Linked DNA regions of Bicyclus anynana: region 2 is linked to region 1. The links are chromatin contacts, called in public Hi-C maps. All regions are on one chromosome and are shown on one strand. Each heading gives the region's core, a stretch centred on a gene start, on an enhancer-like site or on the middle of the called end of the contact. The rest is flanking DNA. Distances are from core to core; before and after follow the strand shown.

Region 1 (6,772 bases), core at 218-2,717:
TGTATTTTGTGACAATAACAATTATGCATGTATTCTGCATTTTAAAATAAAATCATAAAATTAAAATAATATAATGGTAACTAATTTTTGACGGTAACTATGTGTGAGTAGTACCTAATATTTAGTCTATTTAGGCCTATTTCCTACGTACGCGGTAGTATAATTCTATTATTATTTCGATTACTTTTAACATTTTACTTCATTTCTTTTCTTTAAAAACGTAAAATCTTTACAGATCTGATGAAAAAAAAATACATGTTACATTTTAAATTGAAAATTAAAATATTAATAATAAAAAATATACAAAAAATAATGCTTTTAAAAATGATCACTGTTAAATTCATATAATATATAGATATAGAAATTCATATACTATTTATATATGTATATGAAAAATATGGCATGTTAATTTGTTAGTCACAATATTGTTTACCAGCCAAAAGCAATTAATTAGTTTAGTAAAGCTCGCACGCACTTCCGTACAATATAAACGTGTGAAAAGCTTCACAACATCGAGTCAGCCGGTGGGGATACGATACATAATCTAACAGTTCGTGATACATAACAAAACTGTGCCGCACCAGCGTTGTATACATGTAAGCAGACGCAACATAATGTATTAGGGTATTTTCTCACCACGCTACGCGACTCAACGATCCCTTGATCGATATGCACCGAATCCGACAATTCTGCACCTTGCAATGTTGACACGAAACGCACAACATATTGCGTTGCGTTGCATAAAGTTTGTAACGCATCGCGTCGTGAGAAAGTTCCCTGAAAATACCATAATTACATACTAGTGGCACTTTGGTACTGTACTGTTACACGTCTGCGTTGTAATACGAAATTGTGACGTCACCTATACGTACGTTAAGCTGTGATTACGTGAGCAAAATAATAAATTGTTAATTAAATTAAATATTCAATTGATTTTTATAATGAAATACTAAACTGATGAAAAATCATTGAAAAAAAAAATATCTAAACAATAACGAATTATTATTTCTTTATCTGCATGTAATTCTCAATACACCGTTAAACGTTTATACGTAACAGTCTCAATATTGCAGATCAATACATTTATTTGAATTTGATGTACAACTGTTTTTTTTTTCATTTCAAATTAGAGAAATCGTTTATTAAGAAAAGAACAAGAGATATAAAACAAAAAAAAATACTACTGTTTTTTATATTACTTAGAAATCTGAAGTTTATTCATATTTGAATGATCAGACAATGATTTCTCATCAGTGGTGACAGCTATGTGTACTTTTGAAATTTCATCAAATACTCACTTTAACGCTATAGAGTATTGTCGAATAAGGGTGTGAGTTATAAAAATGGACCGTAAACAAGTTATGCATAAGGTTGAATTTCGGATGCAGACTCACCTGTGAGAAGTTAGGCACGGACGCGGTTTTCCGCATTGTGATTGGTTGACCGCGAGCCTGTTCCAACTCCTTCACGGCGACGCTCTGACGTAAGCGGTCGAGCGTGAGTATACTCTCTACTGCGCTTACGCCGCGCGTGTACTTTTCTAGAGAGATAAAAAAAATGGCGATTTTTAAAGACACACTTTTCAACACATTTTTCAACCATTTTACTGTCAATTTCAAATTCATTCATTCATTCATTAGTATGAAAGTTGTATTTGCATTTACGAAAAATAAAAATTTTTCGAACTAGGTGAACCAAAGACAAACGGCTTTCAGAGAGTCATTGGATGCAGAACTTAGTATTTAAAATCTTCATCATTATTATCAGCGAGCCACTGCTGGGCATAGACTTTCTTGTAAGGATTTCAAAACACGAGTCTTGAACCGCCTGCATCAACATCATAAACCAGATATGATATCATGTGGGAAGTTTACCGACACTGCGCCTTACGCAGCAGGGTCCATGGTCTCTTCGAACAACGACTTAAAAATCTTCGTAGGTATCAATCCTTTGTTTACAATTCACAATGATGACAAACCATTGTGCATCTTAAGAACCTAGGGATAAAGTTCATTGTGACAATATTGGTTTCGATACAATACACTTCACGATGACAAGGTTGTCTTATGTGATCCTTATGTACGTAGCAATAAGGTTTAACATACGAACCAATATACGTTTCTCCATCGGCAGCGCTGGCCTCCTCCCCGGTGGCAGCGATCTGCGCTAAGCTCTCGCGCTCCTCCAGCTCTTCAGACGCTTTGGGAATGTTCGACACCACTTCGTAGGTCACGCCCGTCGCTGGCAACTGATCGCTTCTGAAAACACCCAACGATAACTGTCTTTACTTTCCAAAATACCAAGAGGAGGTCTATCAGGAGCCATTGTGTTTTTGCGAAAAGGCGAAGAAGTTTTTTTTTTTTGTTACAACAGTTTTTTCTCTATTGCTGCTAAGACACATATAGTGCGACCCACTACATATATCGTGAAGACAAAACAACCAATAGCGCCGAATCGGAAATACGACTCTCTCGTCTGTTGCAGTAGGACGAAAGAGAGACTCTTCACGAAATATATCGAGAGTCTTAGTACTTTCATTTAGTTTGAATTTTTTGTGGCAATGAGGCCGTGTCTTTCTGTTTACGTTTAGAAGTTTTTTCTTTTTTATAACAGCTTCAAGAGACTGTAGACCTGAGTATTTGTGGTTTTTCAATAACGGATCTTTTCAGACAAACTGACACCAAAGTGATCCTATAAGAGTTCTATTTTTTTAAGTATGAAAGTCTAAAATTGTAGTAAAATAAAAATGATAGTGATGTACCTGACAATCTTTTTGCGTATTCGATCAGTGAAGCTCTGTCGCTTGTAGATGTTCAACGCGAGCCGCTTGCGCAGGATGAGGTCCATGGGCGCCGGGTGCGACAGTCGCACCGTCGTCTTCAGTATCAGGTACACACGTTCGTTCGCTGCCATAAACAATCATTATCAACTCACTCACCTCTGAACTCGAGTCTCCTCTCAGAATGAGAGGGGTTAGGTCACCACGCTCGCCCAATGCGGGTTGGCAGACTTTACGCACGCAGAGAATTAAGAAAATTCTCTGGTATTATGCAGGTTCCCTCACGATGTTTTTTCCTTCACTGTTTGAGACACGTGTTGTTGTTTGAGATAATTCTGACGAGGTTTAAGTTCGTTGTATACTGTCTTCGGCGTGATACCGAATTTCAAAGTCAAAAATGGTCGGGATACCTTCATTAATTTTACGTGTAATACTATTTTTTTTTCATTGGTTTGCTAAACTGGCACAATTACTTAACCTAACATATATTAAAAATAGCTGCTTCTCATCCTCACGTAATTGTGCCTACTTGAAGCAAACACAACATGCTTACGTAGGGTACATAACGCAAATTATTAATTTACTCTAAACAAAAAGAAAATTTTAAAATCAATGTCGAAGTTGACAAACAACTAATAACAATAATTTTCTACGCGCCAAAGTATTTTTTTTTTTCACTAAACATGTGCGAAAGTTCGAAATTTAAATTTAGTCTGTTGCAGCAGAACAACGTTCACCAGATCAACTAGTATGCTATACGACAGATACCTTCAGTGATGCGGTTGAGGTACTGCGAGTCGTGAATGGAGGAGTCCCACGAGGCGACGGCCGACACGTCCTTGTCGTGGTGGTGCAGTATCGTGAGCTCGTAGAACTTGTTGCCGTGCTCCTTCGGCAGGATGGAGTGCAGGCCCGCCACCGTCACCTCCTCGCCCGAAGAGTGCGTCGTCAGGTCGTCCGCTACAAACATTTTAGCCATCATTAACAACCCATTCATTCGGCCCACTGTTGAGCACAAATCTCCTATCAGTATGGGGTGTTTAAACCCATAACAATAGTCTACCACGCTGCCCTAGTGCGGATTGGCTGACTTCACGAAGAGAATTAGGAAAAATCTTCACCGTTCGAGACACTTGATATTTCATTTCTTAAAATGCACATAACTGAAAAGTTGATGGTGCATGCCCCGGACCGGATTCTAACTTGCGCCTTCAGAATTATAGGCCGGGGTTATATCCACTGGGCTATAACGTTCTCCTTTTAGCCATAATTTGTATAAATTGTCTAATTTCAAAGTCTCTTTAGCTTTGAATATAGTGGTAAAGTGTATTTAGAAAAGGGACACGTGGACAGGTGACTGACAGCGCGTTGGTGTAAAACTGAAATGAGTTATGCATAAAAAAAGATTTGGAAATAAACAGGGATTATTTTATTTTAGTTTAAAATGATGGCCAGCTATCTTGGCTAGGATATCTACTGCTTATTCAATCAATGTCCTTAACTAGTTTAAACACGGCATCTTACCAGAACGATTCTTTTGATCCGGAACGCTAAATCGAGAACCACAAGTTTCTCCCTTTCCACACCACCCAGAACGTTTCGGTTATAAAGCAAGGCATTTCCAATAGCTGTAAAGGTTTTCCAAATGAAGTAAGTACCAGAGGCGATGATTCCTAACAACCCGATTCCTATCAGGTTGCCTTTCAAATGTCCTCCAGTTTTACTGGCTTAAATAATTTAACGTACTCAGCTAAAATCACATTCATACTAAAAACCACATGAACGGTTTTTACCTAATTTACCAACGAGAAAATTTCAGTACCTACCGTTGAGATCTAAGAAGAGAACGGGTATGTGTTGCTCCATGCCCGGCGGGGGGTTCCACGCCGCCGGCGCGCCCGGGATGGGGCTACCGGGACTGGGCACCAGGACCTGGAATTTATTATTACTTAATACACAGTATGAAACAAAATCCCGCAAAACAAGTCGCGCTTGCTTGGTCAGTATGCCTAGCATGCGACCAACGACATATCTCGTAAAGTAGCCGGTTGCGCTGCTAATGTCATTTGTCTAAATCTCTCCACGAAAAACGGCGTTTGGACGCATATTACGCATACTAGTCACCTCACTGGGGAACAGCCAACATTACGCTTTCCGGTGCGATGCCACCATCCAGAACCTTGGGACCCAAAAATTTTCACACAGGTTTTCGAAACATGTGTCCGTTTTGTCATTCAGTAAAATATATCAGTATTTGGTTAATTTCTGGAGAAAGAGACGAATATCTTAGCATTCCATGGATACACAGTGCGGTGCCAGGTCCATCGTGTGGCAGAGAGGAAATCTACGAGCAGAGTTTTAGATATGTGACCAACGGGTGTAGAAATATTTCTGATTTAGCCACGTAAAGGTATTTTGCGGATCTCCTCATTATTTATTTGATCACATAAAGATACATAGCTCACTCCATCTAAGCCTTCTTATGAGACCCACAGTTAAGAACTAAAGAACTAAGTCTCACTATCTCAAAGTCGGAACAAACCCTTACCGCATTCCTCTCCTCAGTGAGCGACACCCACTGCTCAACCAGCGACTGTTCCCGCTCCGTGTCTCTTTCGCTCTTCATGGACGGGGACATGTTTACTAGTTTCTGGTCAAACAAACAATATACATATAAGTCCCTAGTCAAATTGCAATCAGGTGTGTTTATTTGTTAAAGTATTATACTATAAATAAAAAACTTACTTATATAGTACTTATAAATAAAAAAAGGATGAATCCATTTTTATGAAAGTTTGGCGGGTAGATCGTTATGTCAACTCCTAATTCATAAATGTTATTAATTTAATTGAACTAAAAGTCAGATTTTTATTAGATTTTCCTACTTGTCCAAAGATCAAGTTTCAGGCTTTATATTTTGGGTCATACATATAACGCATTCTCTCAGCGGATACATGTACTGCAATGCGCTAACCTGTAACTGAGCGTGTAGATGTTGCCTGCGCCGGGCGAGCGCGTCGCTCCACCGCTCTCTCAGCACCGCCAGGTCCTCCTCCTGGTACGAGTCCAACGGCTTCTGGAGACGCGACCTGGTGAATACGTCAAATGGAGTCTTTGTTAAGGCTAGGATGTGCGAGTCAAGAATGCCCATCAAATGTACAGGGGAATACAAGACAACTATCAAATTTGTTGTGTTGTAATAATCAGAATGTTAGGAGGTAAATTGGACAAATAATAATACAAGACTGCGAATGAAATACGTTTGTTGACATGTGTGGTCTGAATAAAATGAGGGATTGACGACGTCTGAAATGAAATGTCCTTGCCGCTCCTGGTACATTCCGCCCTGGCGATAGAGTCACTCACCTCACTGTGACGGAGCCCAACTCCACGCTGACGATGTGCTGGCAGATGATGGGCAGCGTGCCCGAGTTGGCGGCGGCGCGCACTCTCACGCCGACGCGCCTCTGCTGCCCTTGCCGCACCTGGTACACTCCGCCCGTCACGATGTCACTGCGCGCGTCAGCTGGCGATAGTCACTCACCTCACTGTGACGGAGCCCAACTCCACGCTGACGATGTGCTGGCAGATGATGGGCAGCGTGCCAGAGTTGGCGGCGGGGCGCACTCTCACGCCGACGCGCCTCTGCTGCCCTTGCCGCACCTGGTACACTCCGCCCGTCACGATGTCACTGCGCGCGTCTGCTGGCGATAGAGTCACTCACCTCACTGTGACGGAGCCCAACTCCACGCTGACGATGTGCTGGCAGATGATGGGCAGCGTGCCCGAGTTGGCGGCGGCGCGCACTCTCACGCCGACGCGCCTCTGCTGCCCTTGCCTCACCTGGTACACTCCGCCCGTCACGATGTCACTGCGCGCGTCAGCTGGCGATAGTCACTCACCTCACTGTGACGGAGCCCAACTCCACGCTGACGATGTGCTGGCAGATGATGGGCAGCGTGCCAGAGTTGGCGGCGGGGCGCACTCTCACGC
Region 2 (6,193 bases), core at 1,399-3,898, 230 kb after region 1:
TTCAGGAGGGGAAATCCTCATGGACACCCTAAAGGGTAGTGCCGGACTCCTACCGGCTAAAACCCCTCCTATCGCCCTGTTAGCCGTGTACCCGCCTTTCAGCCTATAACACGGTAACATTTTTGTCTGTCTTAAGTTCTTGTTATTTTCCTCCTCTTTTCCTCCTTTTCCTTTTCCCTAATAATATCCTCAAGGAAATAACATAGGCTAATCTGAACTTAACTAACTTAACTAACTTAACATTATACCTGTATTAATGGTATATTCTTTTTAAATTTCTTCTTGGCCCCTTCCACCCACCCCATGGGAACCCTGAGGGGGTTGAAGTCGCACACCACGGCGCCTATCTTGTGGTCTATGATCCACTGCGGCAACGCGTCTGCTCCACTCCCTTCCAGCAGGTGGAAGGATATGTTTAACTTTTTGCATTCCGCTGCTACTTTTTCTAGACCTGCAAATAAATTTAAGTGATGTCTTTTACTATTGCTGTACTTTAGAAAACTTTTACAGGAGCGATCTTTCCAAAACTGTGATTAAATTTTACAAAATTAAATACTTAATTTGAACAACACAATCAAAGAAGTGTTAGTATTAGTTAACTGTCAAGGATGTCCTTAATCCTACACTATCGCTCACAAGTCCAGGGAATTGCGAGGAGTTTTTCTCTCTGCCACACAATGGACTATGGAAATATACTCTATACTGTCTGTCATTAAAAAATCTAAATATTAACATTCTGTTTCGCGAATAAACATCTGATCCTATTTTAAAATGCTTTGACCAATGGAAAGCTATATTATCAGCGAGTAACATAGGCTATTGTAACTCAGTATTCCCATAGGAACAGAACTATGCAGATAAATCTGTGGGTCTGCTGGTAGAAAATAAGGTCATTTTATTTATACTTACCCAGTCTGCTATAAAATAAATACCAATTACCTTTAATTAAAAAATGGAATTGTCTAACAGAGGCATCTAAATATTTGGCTATTAAGCAGAAGCAAACATGGAGCGGCACTTCATTCTTCAGTGCCAACTTCTGTGCAAACAGAAAAGCCCAGTTGTCTTGCACCCTGCTGTCTCTTGACATCCAATACACTATACCTGTCAAAAAAAAAAAACATATTATAGTCAGATGCAATGTTTATGACGTTTCCGAACATTGTGCGTTAAGCTGCGCAGTAAAAGATTTTAGGTGTCAGCCGCAACGCACAGGGGCGGCGGCAAGGCATTCCTCCGAGCACGTTTATCACCCACCCGCCGTCGCTTATGCGGCTTGACTTTACGTATGACCGGCGCCGTTTTGACGGCCTACGTGGCGCAGTGGTATGCGCGGTGGATTTACAAGACGGAGGTCCTGGGTTCGATCACTGGCTGGGCAGATTGAGGTTTTCTTAATTGGCCCAGGTCTGGCTGGTGGGAGGCTTCGGCCGTGGCTATTTACCACCTTACCGACAAAGACGTACCGCCAAGCGATTTCGTGTTCCGGTATGATGTCGTGTAGAAACCGAAAGGGGTGTGGACTTTCATCCTCCTCCTCACAAGTTAGCTCGCTTAGTGCATACTATACATCTGTTATGATTGGATAAACATTAGTTGATAGATAGATTGTCAAAACTGTTGTACTGTCAACCTATCTTATCTGCAATCTGACTATTGATCAAATACCTCAAGGAACTTGCAACATTTTCTTATCAGTGCTAAAATATAGGGTTGTCAGGTCTTTACTTATTATAAAAATTTTGTTTTAAGATATTATTTTATGTATTACATACTTGACTGGAAGATTAAGTTTCAGCATACTTCAGTACAATTGTATAATTAGAATATATTGAATATGAAACTTTAAAAAGTGTGCCACCCCTAAAATGATATTACAGTATGTTTCAAAGATTACACATTGACTTTTGATATACAGTACTGATAGCGACTCTCTATAAAGACTAATACAGTATGATTTATTTAAATTGGACTATACAGGCTGATCATAAAGATATATTGTGAATACAATTTCTATGTGTCACTCATATCAACAAACTATGAAGCCTTACAGTAAACAAAAGTTTAATGAAATCTTAGATGAAAATTGTAATGAAATTTTCTAAAAATCTCAATGGCCAGTTTTTTTTAAAGAAATAATAAAGAGGTAAAGTTTGTGAGGTTGTAAGGGATAATCTCTGAATCTACAGAACCAATTTTGAAAATTCTTTTACCTATAGAAAGGAATTCATTTACTTATATTTGTAAGTCTCAGTTTATCTCCGTATTCTAACAGGAACGGGATCTACGTGGATGAAACTGCGGGTAATTAATGTTTATACCTTCACAGCCGTCCGCAACCTCCTGCTCCTGTGATATTATGCGCACACGTTTTTTGTTAAAATTAAATGTTAAGATCGATTCAGCGGTCCCTTCCCGCTTCTTTTGTATTTGGTTCATGAAATCACTGATATTATTGTTTTTGCCTTCGGCAGTGGTCGTTGGCGCAGACAGTTTGAGCTTTTTCGCTGATGAAGCCATCTTCGTATTATAGTTTAAAAATCTTACAACACTAATCTTCATTAAACATCTTAATTTTCGAAACAATAAAAACAACAAATTTCAAAGGTTTTGGTGGGTTGTATTTGCTTTTGATAATGCTTTGACAGTTGACGTTGACATTGACACTTGACAGCCGGTACACACAAATAATTGTAAAATATTGCCATTAAAATCCCATGCCTACATTAATAGTCTGATAAATAATATATATTTATCAGATAAACGCTTTAGGTGTCAAAGGATAAACGAGCACAATATGTGCTCTTTAGTACAAAAAAAATTCTCCGTCTCCTATAAAAATGATTGAGGTGTCATTCAATTCGGAATTGAATAAACTTAGTTTTTGAAAAAATTGGAGGCACTCTTGCAAAAATTTCAAAAGTTATAAACAATTAACTAAAAATGAAAAGGGGTTCGGTTTTTGACTCATAACTCAAAAACAATTTGAGATATTTATTTAATTTGACAAAAGATTCAAAAAGAATAAGAAAATTTTCTAACAAAAACTGTAACCTTTAAAAGTCTATAGTCCACAACTTTAGGCTTTTTACACAACAATATCACTTCTCAAAAAGGTTCTTTTAGGGCGACACTTTTCGTTTTGATTCACATACATTATATTTTTAATAATAAGCTTTACGGCTCTGGGTTCTGGCCCTTTTGAGCCCGGATTCACAAACAATAAATTAATTATCTCGGACCAATAATAGAAAGACCTGCCTCGCAAGACGTTACCTCTCTGTCAAAGAATCAACGATCTATTTACCTATATAGAGCGGGGCATTTAGAAGTGTTTGTAAAGTTGAGCGGCTAACGCGTGTATAAAAACTAACAAACGCGTTAGATTGTTCGGTTGTATCGATGTTTCATTGTTGTAATCGTTTTCGTCGTCTAAAAAACTCCCTAAATATTCTTTTTTGTGTAGTAAGTAGTTCAATGGCATGAAAAACGGCCAACGACTTCTAATTCAGTAAAAGATGACGTGACGTTCAATTTGAAAATATTTCTATTTTATTTTTGTTATTCTTAACATGTTAGCCCTTGATTTCAGTCTCACCTGATGGTAAGTGATGATGCAATCTAAGATGGACGGTATGATTTCTACACGACATCATACCGGAACGCTAAATCGCTTAGCGGTACGTTTTGTAGGTAGGGTGGTAACCAGCCAGACCTGGCCCAATTAAGAAATCCTCAATCGGCCGAGGATCGAACCTAGGACCTCCGTCTTGTAAATCCACCGCGCGTACCAGTGCGCCACGGAGGTCGTCAAAAACATAATTATAATTTATAATAAATTTGTAATAAAAACAATATCTAAAAGAAAAATCGATTCTATTCTTCTAACGAACGAACGAACAGCAAAACATCGATCCATTAATTTAACGTTCTGTGTACAGATTATATTATTCTTGTTAAATATTTTCGATGAGTGAGTTTACCTCGTCCCCTTCAAAAAACGACAGGCATTTTGTTTCTGCATTTGGGTGCTATTTCATTTCCATGTCTAATTCGTCTATGTTAATTATTATATAGAGTTTGCACAATGTTGGGCAAAATTTGCCATTTCTATTTCTATTTCATGACAATATTCGTTAATAATGCTGTAGTAAAATGTTGAGCACCCCTGAGTCATATGTTTTTGTTTATTTACATTGTTTAAAATACCTACCCGATCTGACTATAGACAAATATTTATTTAACTAAATATTGCGCTGAAAATGGGGTTCCGCCGGCCGGACATGTCACCCCGCTAGGAAGGGTACCACTCGGATATTTTTATTTTTCGAGTAGTTACTAAATATTAATTTAAAAATCTAAATATCTATCTATAAATTCAGAATAAATTCAAGACATAGCAAAACAAACTACCGTCAACAAAAAAGATTTTCTTTGATTTTTCAAAGAGTTAGTGACTTGTAAACTTATTATGCTTCAGGTTTGTCCTCTAGATTACCACAAAGTATACACAGTAGTAAACACATGGTGCTGCCAGTCCACACTGTATTTGAGATGGATTTTTTTTTTTTTTTATACTGGTATCCCTGCTACCGGATCTGTAATCTTCATTACACATTCTGTGCGTCGCCGGGCTACACGTGCCTACGCGTCAGTTTTTTGTATAACGAAACAAACAGTTCAAAGATTACTTTCCTTTGTTAGTGTTAGAAAAGGGAAAACAAACTCCTTTATCTGAAGAATACGATAATATAGCAAGAAAAATTAAGAAATTGGGTAAGATACTGACGCGCGCACGACACAAAGAAAGGTCGTCCAAGTCTCCAAGAAGATTGTCCACCTCATCAACAGTGTCATCAGAATCGAAAAACTCATCAAGTCATCGCCCGCTTCATTGTCCGCATTGCAGGACATTAAACATTGAAGGTAAAATAAGTTCATATACCCTCATAATCTTTTTATGTCAATAGACATCATTGTTAACCTACGGGGTTATCACTTGAAAAAACGGATGTTTGGAACATAACATCGCGGGTAATCTACGGGATTATCACATTATAAATGACATGAGAAAAAATATGAACGTAACATTCGATAATTGCGTCTTAATAATCATAGCATTGCGGGTAGTCTTAGGGACTTTGCCGTAATTAACGAAAATAATAATATTGACGCAATTAATAACCTGCGGGGTTATCACTTGAAAAAACGGATTTTTGCAATATAACATCGCGGGTAATCTACGGGATTATCACTCTATAAACGACATGAGAAAAAATATCAATGTAACATTTGATAATTGCGTCTTATTAATCATAGCATTGCGGGTAGTCTTAGGGACTATCATTTTTACCGTAATTAACGCAAATAATAATTTTGAAATTATGATTCTTATTATGATTGATTCTAAGGGAATATCACACTACACGATATTAATCATTAGCATTAAGCATAGCGTGGCGGTCTCCGGGACTATCACCTTGTCTTAATTAACCCACGGCAATAAATTCTTGGCTAGTGGGAGGCTTTGGCTCTGGCACCCTACCGAAAAAGACGTACCGCCAAGCGATTTAGCGTTCCGGTACGATGTCGTCTAGAAACCGGAAGGGGTGTGGATTTTCATCCTCCTCCTATCAAGTTAGCCCGCTGCCCTCTTAGAATAGGGGAATAGAATAGGTGAAAACATATTCTGTTTGGTATTTTCTTATCATAAAAGGTGCCAATGCTTAAGGTTTTTCAACTAGAAAGTTGCTGATACCGCCAGTGAATTTCATTCGACTAATACGGTCGTCAATCCGGATACAGCAGCGCTGAAGTACCTACTCGTAGATTCGACTCGTAGAAGTCGACATTATCAGTACTTGACAATGAACTTCCTATGATTCTAGGAGAGAACCCTTCACAACCAAAGTGTTATAGCGATGTCATCCAGCTAGATCTGGCTATTCGCCTACAACACATAGCGGGGTCAGGTGCCAAAATATACGAGCAAGGAGGTTATACACGAATATTAAAAACTGCACCTTGCAACCTGGCACCAATGCTTAATCCGGAAGTGGTAGGTGCGACCACAGAGGCCGCACTTAAGAGATAAAAACAAACCATACAATAGAGCTACCGCAATATCAGCTAAGGAGCTGGCTGACACTACACTAATGTCGTCAGAACCAAAAATTACTGTGCCTATACAAAT

Evidence for each region. Hi-C and Micro-C count contacts between places; a contact is called where the count stands out from the background.
Region 2: a contact with region 1 is called in a Hi-C map of whole body, with 2.1 times the contacts expected there. The contact joins the promoter of LOC112055963 here to the enhancer-like site in region 1. A contact is called at or near these places in 2 of 2 Hi-C or Micro-C datasets (whole body and whole larva).

The regions. Positions count from the first base shown.
Region 1 is chr1:16,086,959-16,093,730 of ilBicAnyn1.1, forward strand. It overlaps LOC112044204 (kinesin-like protein KIF13A), which reads right to left. Exons shown (of 38, transcript XM_052884050.1): 21 at 6,682-6,772; 22 at 5,754-5,868; 23 at 5,328-5,429; 24 at 4,606-4,711; 25 at 3,548-3,739; 26 at 2,762-2,906; 27 at 2,110-2,258; 28 at 1,395-1,540. Among protein-coding and RNA genes, the nearest start is that of LOC112044201, 26 kb to the left of the region's middle. Within about 2 kb of position 1,468, at least 1 of the 8 cell types and tissues checked has open chromatin away from gene starts, as enhancers often do.
Region 2 is chr1:16,314,624-16,320,816 of ilBicAnyn1.1, forward strand. LOC112055963 (deoxyribodipyrimidine photo-lyase) reads right to left here and starts at 2,649. Exons shown (of 8, transcript XM_024096266.2): 1 at 2,322-2,649; 2 at 940-1,104; 3 at 249-451. The coding sequence starts at 2,562.